2 separate regions of the Sus scrofa genome follow, and region 1 is linked to region 2. Evidence: chromatin contacts called from public Hi-C data. All regions are on one chromosome and are shown on one strand. Each heading gives the region's core, a stretch centred on a gene start, on an enhancer-like site or on the middle of the called end of the contact. The rest is flanking DNA. Distances are from core to core; before and after follow the strand shown.

Region 1 (4,173 bases), core at 1,575-4,074, 92 kb after region 2:
TGAGAATAAATAGCCAAACTGATCTTGGAAATACATAAAGATGACATTGTTATCTTTTGCTTCAGCTGTTACCAAAGAATTAGATTGGGTTAGACTGGGTATTTGCCAGGCAGGCAGGAACACTGAAAGAACAGACTTCATTTAAAAGTGGCAATCTAGGGAGTTGCCTTCATTGCTCAGCTGTTAACATACCCAACTAGGATCCACGAGGATGTGGATTCGATCTCTGGCCTTGCTCAGTGGGTTAAGGATCTGGCATTGCTGTGAGCTGTGATGTAGGTTGCAGTCACAGGTCGAATCCCATGTTGCTGTGGCTGTGGTGTAGGCTGGGGGCTGCAGCTCTGATTCAACCCCTAGCCTGCGAACCTCTGTATGCCTTGGATGTGGCGGTAAAAAGCAAAAAAAAAAGTAAAAGTGGCAATCTAGGAGTTTCCCACAATGGTGCCATGGGTTAAGAATCTGACTGCAGTGACTTGAGCTGCTGTGGAGGTGCAGGTTTGATCCCTGGCCGGATTCAGTGGGTTAAAGGATCTGGGATTGCCACAGCTGCAGCGTAGTTCACAGCTGCAGCTCAGATTCAATCCCTGGCCCAGGAACTTCCATATGTCACAAGTGAAGCCATAAAAATAAAAAATAAAATAAAATGGATCTGCTAAAAGTGGTATCTTGTGTGGACAAACTACTTTGTATTCTTGAGCTAATAGTTTGCAGAAAGCAAGAGGCACCTGGTCTTTCAGAACCCTGCCCCACCCATTGTTAACTCCTGCTAGTTATTTTGTGCATGATGCTCTAGTGGACTGAAAAAGCAAGTTGACTTCTAAAACTTATGTTTAAATAAAAACACAACATATATGGAGTATTTTAGTCACTTTTGAATGCTTTGGTGTTTCATCTTTAATAAAGAACTAACAATTAAATTTAATTCCCTCAAGTATAAAGTAAAATATATATTGAGTGCATTTCTACAACTTTTATGACTATAGAAAGTGACAAATGGTTATTTTGTAAATTACTTTGTAACCCTCACCTTGATGCCGAGGGTTCAAAGGAACAAATTATGAGGACAAGACTGGTAGGAAACCACATGTGTGTGGAAGTTTGTGGTGAAATCAAATAAAAGAGGCCTCAGAGACATTTTTTTATGTGCCTGATTTGGCCCAATCTGTTGACCACTTTGACTTTTCATCTGTCTCATTAGAAGTAGTTTTCAACAAAGATATCCATTAGGCAGATTACACATGGTGTGTTAATGTGTTTGATGAGGTTTTCATTTTTCTTTCTTTGAAGCTTTGAAAACAACTTCTGGTGATTATTCTAATTGCAGTGCACTGGCACACTAGAGTCCCTTTATTTCTCATTAACCGTGATTTGGGGCTGCGTCTCCACCAAGGGGAGGTAGCACTGGGGCTAATCCCAACTTGGCAGAATTATTGGGTTCCACCCCAGCAGTCACCAAAACATTTGGGTTTAGTCAGAACGCCAATTCGTCACTTCCTAAAACCAAATCTCTTCTCCATCCCTCACTAACCCGTTCATAGACCATAGAGAGAGTGAGAAAGACGTGAGCAGAACTCACTGAATAATAGGGCCTGGGCCTCTGAAACGTCAAGAGAGATCTGAGATACTTCCATTTTCTGAGCCTCTTGATGTATTATTTTTAAAAAAGGAAAAGTGCAGAACAGGATAGAAAAAAAAAATCACATCTTTAGTATTTAAAATCATGCTTTAAACACATAAAAAATAAGAGTTCCCATCAAGACGCAGTGGTTAACGATTCCAACTAGGAACCATGAGGTTTCTGGTTCGATCCCTGGCGTTGCTCAGTGGGTTAAGGATCCGGTGTTGCCATGAGCTGTGGTGTAGGTTGCAGACGCATTGCTGTGGCTCTGGTACAGGCCAGTGGCTACAGCTCCAATTGGACCCCTAGCCTGGGAATCTCCATATGCCGTGGGAGCGGCCCTGGAAAAGGCAAAAAGACAAAATAAAATAAAATAATATAAAATAAAATAAACACATAAAAAATAGAATCACCTTTTTAGAATGTAGATAAAATGGCCAAATTTGAGGCCGTTTATGACCATAAAGCCCTAGCTCAGTGGCTCTCTAAAAGATATCTTGGCATTTCACCTTTCCCAGCCATCATGGTTCTTGCTCATATCTGGATGGAAGTTCCAGGATCATTTAGCTTCATTTGCTAAATAAGACAAATGAGGCCAAACAGTGTAAGTTATGTGCTTTATAGAACAGCCAATTAGTTGGTGATAAAGCCTATCTCAGGGCAGATGGAAGGCACATGAAAGATTCAGAGGAGGAGGTCTTGGATAAGTGGGATGACTGCTAGTAATCGATCAGATGATGAATATTGAGAGCATGATCTCGGGGAAAGTGAATATTGGGCAAAGGTCCCACGAGTCACAGCCAGATGAGGCTACTCACGACTGCAGGTTGAAATTTCCGCATAGTTTCATGAGAACGGCAGTTACGACACTACACCATAAGATGAATTTGGAAGTTCCTGCCTTCTAGTACTTTTACCCTGCTTTTAGTCCTCTAGTTGAGAATCTATGTGAGATCCCTGTGGAGAAAAGTGGCAACTTTCCCCACTGAATGTCTAAGCTAGGAAGCAGGACATTAGGAGTTGATTTTGACTCGGTCTTTTGCGAAACACTCTCTTCTCTGAGTCATGCATTAATAATTTGGATCTCAGCAATGATTTTATTTATCAAGGGGATTTTTACTTCTCCAGAGAGCCAGAATCCTTCCTCCCTGTTGTATATCAGAAGCAGACACTGGAGAAGCTGCTTTCTGTGTCCTTCTCGTCCTGTTGCGATTCTGGGCTCCTTGGTAACTTGGCCAGCCATCTTGAATGAAATCTTAGGCAAGTTGTGTTGGCTCCATCTCCTTGGAGATCATTTCCAGCTGTTAGCACAGTGCAAATATGAGTTCTCCTAAGCCAAGAAAACCTGACATTTTTATTGGATCCCCATACAAAGATTGGATGCAATAATTAAAAAGAAGTATCAATCCCCTGTGTTTTGAGGGTGACAGGATACAGGTACCATGACACTATTAAGGCAAGTGTAACTTGGTACAGATACTTTAGGAGGCAAATTAGCGATGTGTACCCAAAAGCTCAAAATGCATATATTTTCCAACTCAAGATGGCAGACTGAACACATGTGTTGGCCTCCCATTTTTTTTTTTTTTTCAAAAACCTCACTGACTTTAAAGTATGGGAATATCGAATAGAATATCCCCAATATATCTGTATCTCTCAGATTTAGTCAGGAAAATCAAGCCAAATAATTCAATCAAGAGAACTCAATATGGAGAACCATTTATGAATGTGTAGGAAATCTAAAAAAATTATCAGTTAGCAATATCAGGTGCTACTATCACCATGAGGACTAGAAGGATCAAAGAAAACATACTGCCGCTGGAGTCCAGGACCACATGGCAGAAGCTGGACATGGAAGAAGGGGCTGCTTGGAGTCAGAAGATGTTGGACAAGATGGAAGAAATGCAGCCACTTCTAGGGAGGCTGCCCAAGGCAGAAAGAAAAGGAGAAATATCCTGCCTTCTCCCTTCTTACTTCTCTCCGGTATCCCACAGTGTTTCCCACTGGCTGAACCCAGATAGAAACCATTTGGCATGGCCATGTCATTTGCAGCAGTCATTTCCCTGGGATGGAGAGCAGAACAGAGAGATTGTGAGTAATGGCTAAAAGCAAAGCAAAAATGCAGCTGCCTGGCACAATAGACAGGAGAGAATGTGGGTGTGTGGGTGTGTTACTAAAGGGTGAGATATTTAATAACTTCCTGGACTACAAAATGTAGATGGGAGCCATTAGAAGAAAAGGGCAGAGAAAGCATCAGCTTGGAATAGATTCTGACAGCTCTCTAGAGGTAGAAAGCTAATCTGCCCTGTGGAACCCCACAGACGCCTGGGTACAGAGTTAGCAGACATAACAGAGGGGGAGAGTGAAAGATGGAGCTAAAACGAGAGAGATTACTTAAAGGTCTGAATATGTTCTGAATTCTCCCAGTCAGCACCCCATTTCCAACATGTACACAGTGAGCAGGCAGCCAGCATTTTACCCCCCGGCAAAACATGATGACTTCTCTCTAAAGAAATTGAACAAACTGGGAAAAGATAACATTTCTAAATTTGTTG
Region 2 (4,307 bases), core at 1,440-3,939:
TACTTTTTTTTTGAAATACCAGTGCTCCAAATTTCTGTATTTAGAAAAATTGGCGCAAACTGTAGTGACATTAAAACAGTTCCTAAAACTGTCATATGACTCATTGTCCTGATTTATACAATTAAGCTTTATAATCTACTTTATTCCGCTAATTCATTAAATGTGTATGCTCACTCAGATTTATAATTTGGAGTTGGACTAAATGGGTCTCACATGATTCTTACTGTTTGCCTTCACTTTTGGCATCTAAAAGGTAGACATTAGATACATGTTCCATCTGCCCCACCTTCCTTCTCAGACATGAATGTACTTGGGAAGCACTCTGACTTAGTTGTCAGGATCTTAACTCATCTCTGAGTTATCTTGCTGTGATCACACTAACACCCCTCAAAATGTCATGACTTTGTGTAGTATTTTTCACATATATGTGCATATGTCAATATTTTCCCATGGTTCTTTTTCGTTTTAACGTTGAGAAATGAAAATTAGGTAGCCATTTGAACTTGGAGACACTGAAGAAATAGTGTGAGGTAATGTGTCAAATAAAAGAAAATGAGAAGGTTCGGAAACATCAGTCTCTCCCCCCAAATCCTCTCCCAACCCCCAGCTCGCATCCCCCCAAAAAGTGAATAATTCATGATGAAAAGCAAACAAAAAGAATGCATTGTGGTTTTTGGTTTAGGTGAAGGTGATATTGTTTGTTATTTAAAAAAAAAAAAAAACTAGAAATAAGTAGGGCTTTGTAGAGCATTCGTTATTAATTATTTCCTCCAAGAATCTTAATGTCTGATTTTACTTAAAATGCAGACCTTTCAGACTTGTATCTTACAAAGAACATTTTGCTTAAAAGAATTGTAGCTTAAACTGATATAATTTATGCAGTTGTTTTTACTAAAATAATTCTTTTGAGCACCACATGTAGTAGATTTGGATAAATTTTAAAATATTTTTAAATGCCATAGTTTGGCAATTTCTTTTCTGATTTAGTCGTTCTGATTGTTTAAACACATTACTGCTGCTGTTCATTTACTCTGGGAATTAAGCACAGAAGCTCACAGATGTAAAAATGGAATCATTTGTAAAAATTCAATTTAATAACTTGAGCTTACATGCAAATATATTTTCTCATGATGAAACCTTTGATGTAATACTTCCAATGAAACATTCATTGCTAGGAAAGACTATGCCACTAACCAAAAATTTCAATACTGAGATATTCTTTTGACACTGGGTTAATATTTCAAATAACTGTAGTATTTACTTTTAGAATAGTAGCACTACCTAGGATTTTATTGTCCAGGTAATATTTAAGAAATAGTATCTTAAGAGTTCCTATTGTGGCTCAGCAGGTTAAAAACCTGACCAGTAATCACGAAGATTTGTGTTCAATCCCTGGCCTCGCTCAGTAGGTTAAGGATCTGGTTTTGCCTCAAATTATGGCAGAGGTCATGGATGAGGCTCTGACCTGGTCTTGCTGTGGCTGTTGCATAGACCTGCAGCTAAAGCTCCACTTCTACCCATAGCCTGGGAACTTCCATATGCCATAGGTGCAGCTGTAAAAATATCAAAAAAAAAAAAAAGATGTAAAATTTTATTTATATACAGAACTGTATAGCTTTTAAAACATCCTCACATATTACCTCATTTAGTTTTTACACAAACCTATGCAAGAGGGAGTTAGAGATTTATTAAAAGATAAGGATGGTAAGATTTGTGAACACGCCCAAAATTTCATGGCTATGCACTGGTTCATAGAACCTGCTTTGTGTCTACCATTATTTCTACTAATTTAGCCTTTGGAAATGAATATATGTACCCTAAAATTTCTCTCAACTTAGAATCACATTGCAAGATTGTACACACGTTGTAATGGCAATTGGTAAAAAGCAGAACAGAAAATAGCAAGTATTTTCTATTGGTACATAAAGGCTTTGAAGGGTTACATAGACCCTATTAATAGAGGCTACCTCTCATGCAGGTATAGATTGGAACTGGCGTGGCCGTGAGTATCTCAAAGGAGATTTTAGCCTTATCTAAAGTACAGTCTAAATGCATTCATGTATGACTCATAGAATTAAAAATAAAATATATACCAGAAAGAAGAAGCACAGCATGGTAAATGGGGGGGTTGCTGTGTTTTTGTGAATACACTGTCTTTGGGATCTCCATTTAATATTTTTTGTAGCTTATTTTGACCTACTGGTTAACAGAAACAGAGGAAATGAAAGTATCTTTTCAGAATTATTCTAATTTGTTCATAGTTTTGAGAAATACTCCACATTCAAAGAGAAACCGGCTGTGGTGCTATATTGTGCAACAAATTAATATCACTCAAAGTGGAGGGGATGTTTGTTTCATCACAATAGGCCTGGTAAATTAAAAGTAATAAATTTATTTGAAAACCATGAGTATGTTCTTGTAATTCTGCATCGTGTACTTTTTTCTGGTCCTGTTGGTAATTCCTTTGGGCTTTGTTCAGAGGGGTGGAGGCGTGGACTGTGATTACCTCCGCTTTCACCCCACCCTCCTGGAATGTAGCATCTAATTTACAAAAACTAAAAACACGACTTTTCACAGGAGCTTGCTGTTACTTTTTTCGAAGTTTGTTTGAATCAGAAATGGGATTAGTGTAAAATATCCCGTTGGCATGTTTTGCTTTAGAAAAGCCAGAGGATCCAGCCCTTAATTCTTGGTTAGTAAGATAATATCCATAGCTGGGCGAGGTTCTAAGAGATGGAATAACTTGGCACAACACATCTCTGACTGAAATCTAAATGTGACTCTTGGGACCAGTGGACTCTGAATTGGTCTGTCTATGTGAATTTTAGTGTCCTTTCTCCACTAATCAACTTCATGTCTAAAAGCACTACAAGAAGCTCCCTGTTACAGTTCTTCTCTGACCTTTCTGACTACACATTTTGTTTTTCTGTCTGACAGCTTCTCCCCTTTTTTCTATGCCCAAAGCAGCCAACTATGGTCCTCACCCTCAATTAGTGGCTCTCTGAAGTGATTCTCTGAGATCTCTATATAATATAGGCAACGTCCTGCCATTGTGATAACAGTAATAATGATAGCAATAATAATGACATCAGCCATCATTTATTTAGAATCTATTATGTTTTAACCCTGCATGCACAGATATTCTCTAGTCTTTGCAACAGTCTTACAAGGTAGGTCTTATTATCTTCCTTCAACTCATTAAGAAAGATAACAGGGAGCTTTCCCAAGGATATGGCAAAGTAAGAATCTAGACCCATGTCTAAATAGTATACTCCGAAACAAGCCAGCCAAGTAGCAAATCTCAGTCTGTTGTGGTGACAGTGAGGTCCCAATGAACTCATATTGCTATCAAAATCAGTTTTGCCAAGCAGCAGTTTCTTGTTAATTTTGATGTTTTCTATAAATTAAACAGTTGAGTTAAATTATTGAAAGATAGTTGCTATTATTTTTCCTGGCATTTTTCTCCTTCAGAGACTGCATTAAATGCTATTTTCAGATGTTTATACTAGTCTAATTATCTGCTAGACACATTTTTATCCTAGAAATAGTTCAGAAAAATTTTGTGCCAATGGCCTCTTTTCTTCAATAACTACAAAAATCTCAACACAGTCACTGATTTAGAAACGTGGAATGAGTTCTACTCATCCAGTATCATTTGTTGATGAAATATTAGTTAAGAACAGAGACTTTAGAATCATGAGCTCTACTGCCTACCAGCTTTTTTGATCTCAGACACATGGCTTCATATCACTAAACTTCACTTTTCTCCTCTGTTAAAGGACATAATAAGAGTTCATAGCTAAGTTTTTGTTTCCTGCTGTTTTGATGTTGAATGAGATAATCCATGTAAACCATAGCATAGATCTTATGGTAATTTATGTTTCTCTTTATTGTTATGTAAATTTTATTTGAGAATAACCTTTTAAAATTAGTAGCTATGGGAGTTACCTGGTGGCTGAGTGGGTTAAGGATCTGGTGTTATCACTGTTGTGGCTTGGGTTGCTGTAGTGTAGGTTTAGTCCCTGGCCTGGGAACGTCCACATGCCATGGGCATGGCCAAGAATAAATAAATAAAAAACAATTTAAAAATAAATAAAATTTATAGCTCTGTAGCATAGTGACTTAACATACTTGACATAATGTAAAAATTTGTTGATGTAAATCATAAAACATTGTAAGGTATTGGTAAAAGTTTGTTTTTTATTTTTAGTCAGCTTGCAAATGCATATCGATGTGTATGTAGTATATATTATTAAACCTTTATAAAAAGCCTTCCTTAAAAGTTTCTTAATTGATAGTGAAAATGG

Evidence for each region. A called contact is a pair of places that touch in the nucleus more often than the background predicts.
Region 1: a Hi-C map of retroperitoneal adipose tissue shows a contact between it and region 2, with 1.6 times the contacts expected there. The contact joins two enhancer-like sites. A contact is called at or near these places in 5 of 47 Hi-C or Micro-C datasets (embryonic fibroblasts, psoas muscle, retroperitoneal adipose tissue and 2 more).

Annotation. Positions count from the first base shown.
Region 1 is chr2:91,633,912-91,638,084 of Sscrofa11.1, forward strand. The region is part of intron 7 of XRCC4 (DNA repair protein XRCC4); the gene reads left to right. Among named protein-coding and RNA genes, the nearest start is that of VCAN, 64 kb to the right of the region's middle. Within about 2 kb of position 2,825, at least 13 of the 83 cell types and tissues checked have an H3K27ac peak or open chromatin away from gene starts, as enhancers often do. A contact at or near this core is called in retroperitoneal adipose tissue, where this site is marked.
Region 2 is chr2:91,541,947-91,546,253 of Sscrofa11.1, forward strand. All of the region lies in intron 7 of XRCC4 (DNA repair protein XRCC4), which reads left to right. Among named protein-coding and RNA genes, the nearest start is that of VCAN, 160 kb to the right of the region's middle. Within about 2 kb of position 2,690, at least 5 of the 83 cell types and tissues checked have an H3K27ac peak or open chromatin away from gene starts, as enhancers often do. A contact at or near this core is called in retroperitoneal adipose tissue, where this site is marked.